Regions from separate parts of the Mus musculus genome. Here regions 1 and 3 are each linked to region 2. Evidence: chromatin contacts called from public ChIA-PET and Hi-C data. All regions are on one chromosome and are shown on one strand. The core of a region is the stretch at or near the end of the contact, and the rest is flanking DNA. Distances in the headings are between cores, read along the strand shown. Region 1 overlaps Trpm8 (transient receptor potential cation channel, subfamily M, member 8). Region 2 has its middle 18 kb from the start of Gm41912. Region 3 overlaps Gm29538 (predicted gene 29538).

Region 1 (3,626 bases), core at 1,093-3,592, 240 kb after region 2:
GTGAGAAACTTCTGCAGATTCAGGCCATTCTCCAGAAAGAGGCGGACAAACTTGGGTCTGTCCTTTATGAGAGCCGTGAACATGACCTCCTGAAGGTCGGCAGACTAAAGAGACAGAAGAGAGGAGAGCTCATACCACAAGGCCAACGAAGAAAACACTAAGTCTCTGCATTCCAGCCACAACATCCTAGCATCTTCAGCGTCTCTCTCCATCCTGCTTTGACAATAGAATTCATATTTTCAGCATCTAGACGGGAAAGCAGCAGAGTGGAGCCTTTGAATGTGGGAACGCACTTTGAATACGAAGGTACTTATATGGTGACAGCACGCCCACTTAAGCATGACATGGGTCAGGAACCAACTTTGGCAGAAAGGGCATCAGGGAGGAGAAGCCACCAGTGGGAGTCTACAGTAGACACTGTGAACCAGCTGTCAGTGCTGCCTGTCCACACCATGGGCTCTGCTGCCCTTCCTAGGTAAAAATCTCACCTTCTCTACAGTGGCAGAGTTCTCAGACAGTTGCCAAAATGAAACCCATCAAGCCACATACTGTCTAGCAAAGATCTGGGGTGTCACAGCAGCAAATCACTGGAACACTAGGTGCTGGCTACCTGTGTCAGTGTGTCCTGAGTGTCTGGTAAAATGGTCCTACTGAGCTTTCCCAAGAATCCTTTGATTCTTATTTATTTTTAGATAGGGTCTTAACTTGGTATCCCAGTCTGGCCTGAAACTCACCACATGACCCATGCTGGCTTTGGATTCATGGCACTCCTCCTGTATCTGCCTCCCAAAGGCTGAGATTACAGGCAGAAGCCATTGTCTAGTTTTCCTAAGAGTCTAAAGAAAGATCAATGCTCTCTTTTAGCCACAATCCAGTAGGTTTGCTCTGTATCGACTCTCCGGTGTATTATATGGCTTCCATGATATTTATTATAAGTTAGTTTCATTGCCAACACTCACAGATTCAAGGGATCATCAAGATTTTATTTTGAGCATTAAAAGTGGAAGGCGCAAGGTCTGACAACAGGGAAACCTCCCTTAGAAGCCTGTGGCATGTATTCCCAGGAACCCGGGCCCCCTGGCGCCCACTGAATCCATGACTCCTCACCACTAGCAGCCTACTTCACTCTCTCCATTCCTTGTCTGGCCCTCACTGCAATGGCAGCTTCGATGCTTTTATATTGGCCTAATACTGTTTACTTACATTCACATCTTGCCTAGGAGAAATTGTTAAGGGATCTTTGGGTCCTCCACTCTGTTTTTATTTTTTAATTTAATTTTTATAATTTAATTTTTTTTTACTTATTCACTTTATACCCTGCTCACTGGCCCCCTCCCAGGCACACCCTCTCATAATCCTTCCCCCATCACCTACCCTACTCATCTGAGTGGGTGGGCCTCCCTGGGTATCCTTCCCCCACCCCCAGCATTTCAAATCTCTGCAGGGCTAAGTGCTTCCTCTCCCATTGAGGCCAAACAAGACAGCCCAGCTAGTAAAACATATCCCAAGTACAGGCAACAGCTTTTGGGATATCCCCAGCTCCAGTTGTTCAGGACCGACATGAAGGTCAAGCTGCACATCTGCTACATATGATCAGGGAGGCCAAGGTCCAGCCCATGTATGTTCTTTGACTGGTGGTTGAGAGTCTGAGAGCCCCAAGGGTCCAGGTTAGGTGACTCTGTTGGTATTTCTGTGGAGTTCCTGTCCTCTCCAGGGATCCCCGACTCTGTAGATCTCTCTGGGATCAGCAGGTAAGAGGTTCATCTGGTGAGAATGATAGCTCCATTTTCTCCACTGTCCTCAAAGCATATGTCCATTACACCTACTATCTTGCATTTCGTTCCATGTGTGTGTGCTTCCCCATTGGCACCACACTAGACAGTGTGAGGCAGCAGCTCTCAAACACGGGGACTTGCTACGTCAGACTACTGGCAATCAACCTTGCTTTCTAACTCAGCAAGCTTGAAATGGAACATAGCAGTTTATACCACTAGCGAGTTACTGGGTTACATTGTCACTGGTCCTGGGACCACCCTGAAAGCCACTTGTATACAGGAAAAGAAAAGCTTTGCACACACGTGCACACATGCACAGACACACACACACACACACACACACACACACACACACACACACACACACACACACACACACACACACTCATTTGTTTTCAAACCTCGATTCTACCAGTCTTTAGTTCAATGAGTCAGAACAAGATTTCTGTCTCTGAGCCTCAGTTTGTTTTGTTCTGCTCGGTGAAAACAAATGAGACAACCCAGGTCATGCTCTTTCAGAGATTCAAGCTCAGAGCAGCACCTCCCCCAGACACCACCAGGAGCCCCCATCCAGTAACATCTGGTGCTCTGACTCACTTGTCAACAAAATGAGATCATCTCTGCTGTAGGTTGATGTGAGTAGCTAGGAAATCACTATGTGCATTGTGAAACACTGCATGAGGTCATTTTAAAATTTACTTTTAAGTGGATAATAGTATAGATCTTAGTAAGAGCCAGTGTTCTAAGTCGTTTAGAAACACCATCTAATTCAATCAGTGTAACAACACAATGTGAAAGGTGTTACAGCTAGTCTCTGTGTTTTCAGGCAAGCCGGACAAATCTTTAGCAATAGCTCTCTATTCTAGAGGAACACGCACCCTGACACAGTCTCTGCTGAGTCCTATGGTGCACATACTCCTGCCGTGGTGAGTTTTCGGCTACTACTGTGATACCTCTGAATGCAGAACCAGAAATAGTTCTAGAGGCTCCCACTACTAGACAGGATCTTAGACTAGTGGGCTCACACTAGACAGCAGGGTCCTTTATTAGTGAAGGTCCTAACAGCAGGCAGCAGCAGCAGAAGTAAACCCACCCCACAAACACAATTTCTAAAATAAGTAGAAAGTCATGAGTTGGTGAGTTGGTGGGGAGGCATTGTATGTGTGGGGCGCAGGTGTGCATGTGCAGGTGTGCATGTGTGCATGTGTGCAGGTGTATATATGCAGATGTGTATGTGCAGGTGTGTGTGTAGGTGTGTGTGTGTGTGTGTGCGCGCGCGCATGCGTGCAGATGTGTGCCCCTGATAGTGCTCATGAAAAGGCCAGAGTAAGGACATCACATCTCTTTCTCTCTCACTGGACTCTTTATTGCCCTGAGGCTGGACCCCTAACTAAACATGAAGCTGGTCTCTTTGGCCAGCTTCTGTAGCCAGTGAGCTCTTAGGATCTACCAGTCTCCATCCCTCGGTGCGGGCATTACACACACACACACACACACACACACACACACACACACAGCCAGATGCAGAATTTTATGTGACTGCCAGTGATTTGAACTCATGGCTTCATGCTTGCAGAGTAAATGCCCTAGCCCACTAAGCTTTCTCCACCATCCTCCAAGACATTAGCCTTGATTATGTCTTACTTTTGATTTTCACACAATTTCTTCAAATTATAATGTTGTATGCTTCAATTTTTAATAATGACTATATTCAACAACCAACCCCATGCATTTCTGAAAACTTAGCAACTAGCTTTTGCAAGCCAGTATGAGTTGGCTCCAGTATGGTACTGTACAATTAACTTAACAGAGCATAGTTGAGGACCTTGCCCATTGACACACAGATAGCTA
Region 2 (4,062 bases), core at 1,358-3,857:
TAGTATGTCACTGCATGAGGAACTTTTGCAGTTTGTGCAAGGATCAAGGATGAGGACTCCAGCCTTCAAAGTCAAGCATTCTAGCAGCATCTTGCTATCCTTAGGCCTCCCAGCTGTGATGGTTGGTTAATCTAGAATCACCTAGGAAGAAAGTCTCCATGAGGGGTCTCTTAAATCAAGTTGATTTGTTGGCATTTCTGGCAGGATTGTCCTGATTGTGTTAATCGAGGTAGGAGGATTCATCCACTGTGGGTGGCACCATTCCCTAGGCAAGCATTCTGGAGCATGTGAGGGTGGAGAGAGAAAGTGAGCTGAGTGTAGTTATCCAAGCATTCATTGTTCTTTGTTACCTTGACTTCCTCAGGATGGTAGTCCACAACCTGTAACTGTGAACTGAAATAAACTCTTCCTTAAAGCTGTCAGGACATTTTATCATAGCACCACAAAAGGAAACTAAGATATCTGCCTTCTATGTAGCAGCCATGTTTGAACCCCAGGCCTTTCCTTCAAGACCTCCCTTGTTCTGACACTTGTGTGAGTGCTGCAGATTTTCCCAGAAGCCCCAGGGAAGTGTCTCTAGGGTCAATTCCAATGATGTTCCTGCTTTGCTACTTCCTGGCTCTCTGCTTTCTTCTCCTTTAAAAAGAGAAGAAGAAGAAGAAGAAGAAGAAGAAGGAGGAGGAGGAGGAGGAGGAGGAGGAGGAGGAGGAGGAGGAGGAGGAGGAGGAGGAGGAGGAGGAGGAGGGGAGAAGAGAAGAGAAGAGAAGAGAAGAGAAGAGAAGAGAAGAGAAAAAAAGGAAAGCTTTTTTTTCTAGGCTATGGAAGATGAAACTGAATCAGGAAGCTGTGTCACTTGGTCTGCAGATTACAAGCCCCAGCCAGAGGCAGGGTTCCTACAGACATCTAAGCACTGAGCTGTGGGTGACACACTGACCAGAGGGCGAGCTTGGGGTGCTCTCACTCTCTCTCTCGCTCTCTCTCTCTCTGTTTCCCCCCTCCCACTGCTAAAGGAGAGGAAGCAAAGACAATCCTGAGTGGATATGCAAGACACCCGTGAATAATGTCACCTCCCTGGAGGGCCTGCTGACTCCACTTCTCTAGGAATGCACCCTCCAAACTTTTTCAACAGTAACTGGACTGCAGCTGACCTGACACACCCCATGAGCATCTTCCTAGCACATCTGAGCTGGAGACTCTGACTCTCTCTCTCCCTCTCTCTCTCTCTCTCTCTCTGTCCCTTCTGCCTCTCTGTCTCTCTGTCACACACACACATCCTCAGCAGCTTCTCAGAGCAGGAAGCAGGGTGACATTTCATCTATCGAATCCTTAGTGAATCTCCACACATGCCCAGTGCTGACATATCCTTCTCTAGATGAAGTCTCATGATCACATGCAATGCTGGCAGGAAGACCATGTTTAACATCTGCAGCTAGAACCCTCTATGAGGAAAGTCACAGTATCATTTTGTCTGGATTTTGGAAAGAAAGGGTCTGTGATAGAGGGTGGGAAGACCCACAGACAACAGATCCAGGACAAGAATAAATGCTAGGCAGCCAGAGGCAAAGGCAGAAGGCTGATTCCACCAAGCCTGGCAGCACCCCAACTTTTCCCCTCATTCCAGGGACTATTCCTATGAAAATTCCTTAGTTTTATTTTTTTTCCTTCTTCTTCTTTGTTTTGTTTTTTGAAATAGAATGTCGAGAATCCCAGGCTGACCTCAAACTTGCAGCCCAGGATGACCTTGAACTTCACAGTCTACTGCCTCTATCCCTATCAATGGGGTTACACAAGTACACCATCAAGCCTTGGTTTATGCAGTGCTGGTCTACTGGCTGGTTTTGAGTGTCAACTTGACACCATCTGGAGTTATCACAGAGAAAAGAGCCTCCCTTGAGGCAGTGCCTCCATGAGATTCAGCTGTAAGGCATTTTCTTAGTGATCAAGGGTGGGAGGGCCCACTGTAGGTCTATAAGAAAGCAAGTTGAGCAAGCCAGTAAGTAACATCCCTCGATGGCCTCTGCATCAGCTCCTGCCTCCTGGCCTGCTTGAGTTCCAGTCCTGACTTCCTTTGGTGATGAAAACAACATGGAAGTGTAAGCTGAATAAACCCTTTCCTCCCCAACTTGCTTCTTGGTCATGATGTTTTATGCAGGAATAGAAACCCTGACTAAGACAGCTGGGAATAAAACCCAGGTCCTCACACATGCTAGGCAAGCACTCTGCCAATGGAGCCGCAGCCCCTGACCCAGGGCTAACTAGATCTCATCACCAATTAATGTTTCATTTGCAAGCTAGTGGCCAGAACCTATGCAAGTTGACTCAGTGTCATGTTATCTGGTTATATTGTGACTTCTGTTTTCCTTGTCATTAGATGAACGAACCGATTAAATGAAAGATGGCACACGCCTGAGATTCACCCCTTCCTTACCGTGACAGCTTTGTGCTTATCTTTAACTGATGACACAGCCCCTTCCTTCTTGTGACTCCATAAACCTCATGACTTCAGCCCTTTCTGCTTTCAGTGCTGCCGTGTGTGCATGGGGGTTCTGACACTCCGTGTTTGGGTTTGCAACACAGAGATTTCCTCATGGGTCTGAGCAAGCCTGAGCTGCCTCCGTCATCCTGGGTTGACTAATCTTTCCACAGAATCCAGACAGATGTGGCTGCTGTCTGTGCTAGCTCTGGTCTGTGGTTTCCTCCATTTTCAAAAAGGGAAGTCAGCTCTCCTCTGCATCGAGCTATGTTTTTGTGACCCCAAGTAACACCCTGAGACCTATCTCTAGAAGTTAGAGCGCCCCTCCCCCCATTTCTCTCTTTCTCTCTCATTTTCAGAAGTCTGAGTTTGGGAAGAACCCTTTCTTTGCTAAGGAGATCAGGGGCTGAGCTTACAGATGTGCACACAGGGTCTCCTCTGAGCCACCAAGCACAGGGCCCCACTCACGGATGTACATGTGGTCAGTCTCCTTAAAGTCTCATGTTCCAGGTCAGAGTCAGAGATGGGAAAACATACACTGCCTCTTTCAAGAGGGGTGCCCCGTAGTAGAGGGAAGAGCAAGCTCACTAGGCACGTCTGCCTTCCACCTCAGCCTACATTAGCCAGATCCAGCTCTGCTCACCGCCAGTTCCCTCCTCACTTAGAAGAGACAGCAGCTTTAGTGTGCTGCTGAGCCTGCTTCCTGGTGCTTGCTAGGTTGATACCTGGCACCCAGCCCAGCAGATAAACTGGGTTTGGAAATGAGCAGGAAGGTCTCATTATAGCCAAAGATGAGTGAGATTCCTGTTCTGGGATTGCAACAAGCAAGGTAGATAGTGTCTGCTGGCTCCTGAGGACGTCACCATAGCTGCCTGCTTGTGACACGGTGCAAGCCCTGCTCAGAGAGTCCCTGTTCTGCCCTTCTCGCCATCAGAACCACCTACCATGCCACAGTGTATCCTCGACATTGGTCCCCAAATGCTAGGAGCAAGAGTCTAATCTTGCTACTTTATATGCCCCAGTACAGGGGAATGCCAGGGCCAAGAAGCGGGAGTGGGTGGGTAGGGAAGCAGGGCAGGGGGAGGGTATAAGGAACTTTCGGGATAGCATTTGAAATGTATATAAAGAAGATATCTAATTTAAAAAAAAAAGAAAAAAGAGTCTAATCTTGCTAACAGAACTGTCAGGAAGGGAGTACCTTGAAACTGATTTTGAGGGTCAAGTTTGCAATGTCCTGTTTGGTTGCATGATTCAATAGCCAGTCAGAAATAAAACGAGAGTGAGCCTTCAGCTTTGAGAAGTCCCTTTCAAAGGTCATTTTCTCTATCTTCTTAGTTACTGTCATGTGATAAAGGGGATTTTTACTGAGACTGGAGATTCTGTTGCTTTCCTGAAATCAACTAGCAGGCTAGTCAGAGTTCTGACAAAGCCTGGGCTCTACTTCAAGTTTCTCCTAACATCCTCTGCCTCCGCCATGGCTGATAAACACTCCCCAGAGCTACTCTCCATGTTGGAAAGAAGATGTCAAGGAGAAAGTCATGTGACAGGAAGGGTTTAGGGATCCTGGGGCAGCCATTTCTGACACCTCT
Region 3 (3,840 bases), core at 186-2,685, 140 kb after region 2:
TCAAAAGGGCACAACAGTGTGATACACCATGACACACTGCAGCTTGCAGGGCGAGATCTTCCTTCTTTCCTTCCTTCCTTCCTTCCTTCCTTCCTTCCTTCCTTCCTTCCTTCCTTCCTTCCTTTCTTTCTTTCTTTCTTTCTTTCTTTCTTTCTTTCTTTCTTTCTTTCTTTCTTTCTTTCTCTGTTTCTGTTTTTACTTTTTTGTTTTCTTGAGGGCTGGGGAGAAGGAGGTTTCAAGGGCCAAGGGCAGGCAGATACAGAGACAGGGAGATAGATGAATGGGACTCGGGGTTCACGATGTGAAAGTCACAAAGAATCAATAAAAAAGTTAAAAAGTAAATAAAGAGCCTGCTGTGCAGTAGACACATGCCTACCACCCCCTCTGTAGAGACAGAGACGGCAGCATCTGTCGGAGCTTACAAGTCCGCTGGCCTTGCCAAATCCCTGAGCTCCAGGTTCAGTGTGAGGCCCCATCTCAAAAAATATTGGTGGAGAAGCAACTCAGGAAGACATCCTATATTGATATCTACATGAACATACTATGTATGCACACACCCACACAAACACCACACACACACACACACACACACACACACACACACACACACACAATGCCTATAGCCCCCTAAAGCCCTAAGATGTTATGATGCCTGGTTTTACATAAATAAAATCTGTCATAAAGTAGTTGAGTGTACACTACTATTCTTTTAAGTATAAACAGATGACATGAATGTGTAGCGCTCAATGGTTCTTACATCGTACAACCAAAATAAAAGGGTGAAAGAGGTCAGAAGGGCCACCAGAAGAGCTGGCCAGGCTTCCCAGGAGCATGGTGGTGTGCAGCAAGGACCGCAGAGAACAGCTGGCAGCATGGAGGGCTGTCCCAAGCTGTGATGCTGCTGGGTGCAAAGTCAGCCCACGGTGCCAACCTGTGGGTACCACAAGACAAGATTGTCATTTTTAAAAGAGGCATCATAGAAAGATGGAAAATCAAAGGCGCCTGTATTTCAGTGGAGAAGCCATTATACACCATATAAAGAAATCAAACATGAGTGACTATTTTAAAGATTTATTGCAAAATTCAATTCCAGGTATTCAGGGTACTTCAAGCTCGCAATTATTTTTCTGTCACTGTGTAACTGAGTAATTCTAACTGTTCATTATACAGTCTCCGAAGGAAAATTGCTGGCTGGTCAGCACGTTTCCATCTTTGGTTGACCTGGCCACTCACTACAGTGTGGGCAGGGGGCTTATTTTCTCTTCCAATTTGCCTAAAAATATTCTCACACAGCCCAAGGAGAAAAGGGATCTAGGCCTGACAGCCATTCCTTCTGAAGCAGAAATTGTAACCAAGTTCACAGAGCCTGACAACTCACTGCTGTGCATAAAATGTGGCGGCCAAAACTGTGAAAGACTAAAGGTTTGTTAATGTAATTACCGCAGGAGAACTTTACACATCCTCTGCAGTGGGTTAAAGTTAGAACCGGAAGCCCTAAGGTTGTTTCTGTTTCAGTTGCTTCTTCCCGTACCATTGAATTCTCAATTGTAAATGATGACTTTGTGACAAGTTTCTATTCTTTCCAAGTCAAATAGATGTGCATCTCTGGGGCTGGCCACAGTGGAGTCTCAGCACTGTGCATGCTTTCAATAAGTAGATGTTGAGAGTAAGAGACAGTGCTTCCTAGAAAGAGGCCAGCCCAAGAAGAGAATCACCTAGAGACGGACAGATGGACAGACAGAAGGACTCTCAGCATCACCCCGGTTTAAAGTCTGGAAGTGGTTTCCATGCTATACTGTAAGGTTAAAGAGCCCAGCATTCAGAAAGGCCAGCATGGCAAAATACAGAAAGGGGAGAGCTACAAAGAGGAATGGTTCTAGTGAAAGCCAGAGAGAAACCTCCAAATGTTTTGATTTGTGTTGATCTGAGTGTGTGAGAGGTAACTGAGTCCAGAAAAGACTCTCCAGAAGGTGGAATCTAGAACAACTCTCTAAACTCACGTAGGGCTCTTCTCTCCATCACAGAAAGGGCTTTTGATAATGAAACAATAGATTACATCCTCAGAAAATAATTGGTTTGATGGAATCAGGGGAGTGGTTGTCTAGGCATTTTCCTAGATTCAAAAGAATCCTGGGCCAGCCCTAGAAAACCTTGAACACGAGCCTCAAAACTATTGACTAGAATCCATGTGACTTCAGTGAGAAAACAAAATTCAAAGAATCCCAAAAAGTATAACATTCTTGAGACTCATGGCTACAGTATCCCATGTCCAATAAGACTCCCCACCCAAAGGGGTGGTAGACAAACTGCTCACATGATAGAGAGGACTGAACTAGCAGGAAAGGGTGATTATCATAAACGGTCACCACACATTCAAGTCCTTACAGGAACCATGATCACAATAAAGTGGGAAGTGTAGCAATGGCACTGGTCCAAGTAGGACACCCAGAGATGAAGATAAAAAATGTAGACCACTGGATGAGATGGACAGCACCCAGCCATGCAGAAGAAATCAGTGGGCACAAACACAATAAGGCAAACTATTAAAAATGAAATTAAAAAGAGAGAGGTGTAGCCAGAATGCTAGTGACATAGGGAAACGGCAGAGCATCTAAACCACATGGAAAGAATCACAGAATACACTAATACACACATACACACGCACACACACACACACATGCACACACACATATGCACACACACGTGCACACGTACACACACACACGTACACGCACTCTCTCTCTCTCTCTCTCTCTCTGTATGTGTCTCTCTCTCTCTCTCTCTTACCTCTCTCTTTCTCCTGATCAAAAGAAACCTGGGGCTGGAGAGATGGCTCAATGGTTAAGAACACTGATTGTTCTTCCAGAATACCAAGGTTTGATTTCCAGCCCCTATGTGACAGCTACAATTTATAATTCCAGTTCCAGGGGAATCTTTTGCCCTTTACTGGCCTATCTGGGCACTGCATACATATGGTGCGTAGACATCCATGCAGGCAAATTCCTATACACATGGAGGAGGATGAGAAGTTGGGGGGTGAGGGGAGGAGGAGGAAACAGGGCCGAAAAGATGGCTCAATGGTTAGAATGTGCACTTATCTTACAGAAGACTCATTCAGTTCCCAGTACCATGTCAGGTGGCTTGCAAGTGTCTTTAACTCCACCTCCAGGGGGATCTGATTCATTTTTCTGTCCTCTGTAGGTGTGTATGCTCACTCATGAGCACACACACGCGTGCACACACACACACACACATACACCACTCATACATAAATCTTCAAAAAAGGAGACACAGTCTGCATGTTTACATCTAATAGTAAGCACACAGATAATACATTTACAAATAGGCATTGAGTGAATGTTGTCTAATTTTACTTCAAAAGTTCTTTTGCTGTGTCATGGCTTCTTTCAGATGTTTGGACTGAGAACACGGAACCTTACTCATTCCTAAGACCTCTTATTTATGTGAAGATGATCGAACATAGTGAAAATGGAAAGAATAATAAAATAAATACTAATGTATTCACAGACACAGTACCATTTACAACAGCCAAGTTATTGCAGCCTATTACAGCATTTCTCAGTGGATAAATGGGTAAAGAAAATGTGTTTTATGTGAACCATGGAATTCTATTCTGTCACTATAGAAGAACACAATTATGTCATTTGTTAGAAAATGGACACCACTGGAGATCATGATATTAAGTGAGACAGGCCAAATTTGCCTAATTTGTAAAGCCTAGACTATTTCCATAAATACATAAAAGCCTTTGCCTCAATACTGGAAAAAGGAACAGGCTGGTTGGGGAGAGAAAGGGGAGACAGAGACAGAGGAGAATAC

Evidence for each region. Hi-C and Micro-C count contacts between places; a contact is called where the count stands out from the background. ChIA-PET counts read pairs in DNA pulled down with a chosen protein or histone mark.
Region 1: a contact with region 2 is called in a Hi-C map of uterus, with 4 times the contacts expected there. The contact joins two enhancer-like sites. A contact is called at or near these places in 2 of 484 Hi-C or Micro-C datasets (the C2C12 cell line and uterus) and 1 of 9 other capture datasets (embryonic stem cells).
Region 3: an RNA polymerase II ChIA-PET map of effector CD8 T cells shows a contact between it and region 2, with 35 read pairs. The contact joins two enhancer-like sites. A contact is called at or near these places in 2 of 484 Hi-C or Micro-C datasets (epidermal suprabasal cells and erythroblasts), 10 of 115 datasets of contacts at active chromatin or transcription factors (CD8 T cells, DN3 thymocytes, effector CD8 T cells and 6 more) and 1 of 9 other capture datasets (embryonic stem cells).

Annotation. Positions count from the first base shown.
Region 1 is chr1:88,344,522-88,348,147 of GRCm38.p6, reverse strand. It overlaps Trpm8 (transient receptor potential cation channel, subfamily M, member 8), which reads right to left. Exons shown (of 27, transcript NM_134252.4): 13 at 1-104. Among named protein-coding and RNA genes, the nearest start is that of Gm51639, 15 kb to the right of the region's middle. Within about 2 kb of position 2,342, at least 22 of the 459 cell types and tissues checked have an H3K27ac peak or open chromatin away from gene starts, as enhancers often do. A contact at or near this core is called in uterus, where this site is marked.
Region 2 is chr1:88,586,141-88,590,202 of GRCm38.p6, reverse strand. No RefSeq gene overlaps it. Among named protein-coding and RNA genes, the nearest start is that of Gm41912, 18 kb to the right of the region's middle. Within about 2 kb of position 2,607, at least 134 of the 459 cell types and tissues checked have an H3K27ac peak or open chromatin away from gene starts, as enhancers often do. A contact at or near this core is called in CD8 T cells, effector CD8 T cells, memory CD8 T cells and 2 more, where this site is marked.
Region 3 is chr1:88,448,521-88,452,360 of GRCm38.p6, reverse strand. All of the region lies in intron 1 of Gm29538 (predicted gene 29538), which reads left to right. Among named protein-coding and RNA genes, the nearest start is that of Gm28888, 9.7 kb to the left of the region's middle. Within about 2 kb of position 1,435, at least 17 of the 459 cell types and tissues checked have an H3K27ac peak or open chromatin away from gene starts, as enhancers often do. A contact at or near this core is called in CD8 T cells, effector CD8 T cells, memory CD8 T cells and 1 more, where this site is marked.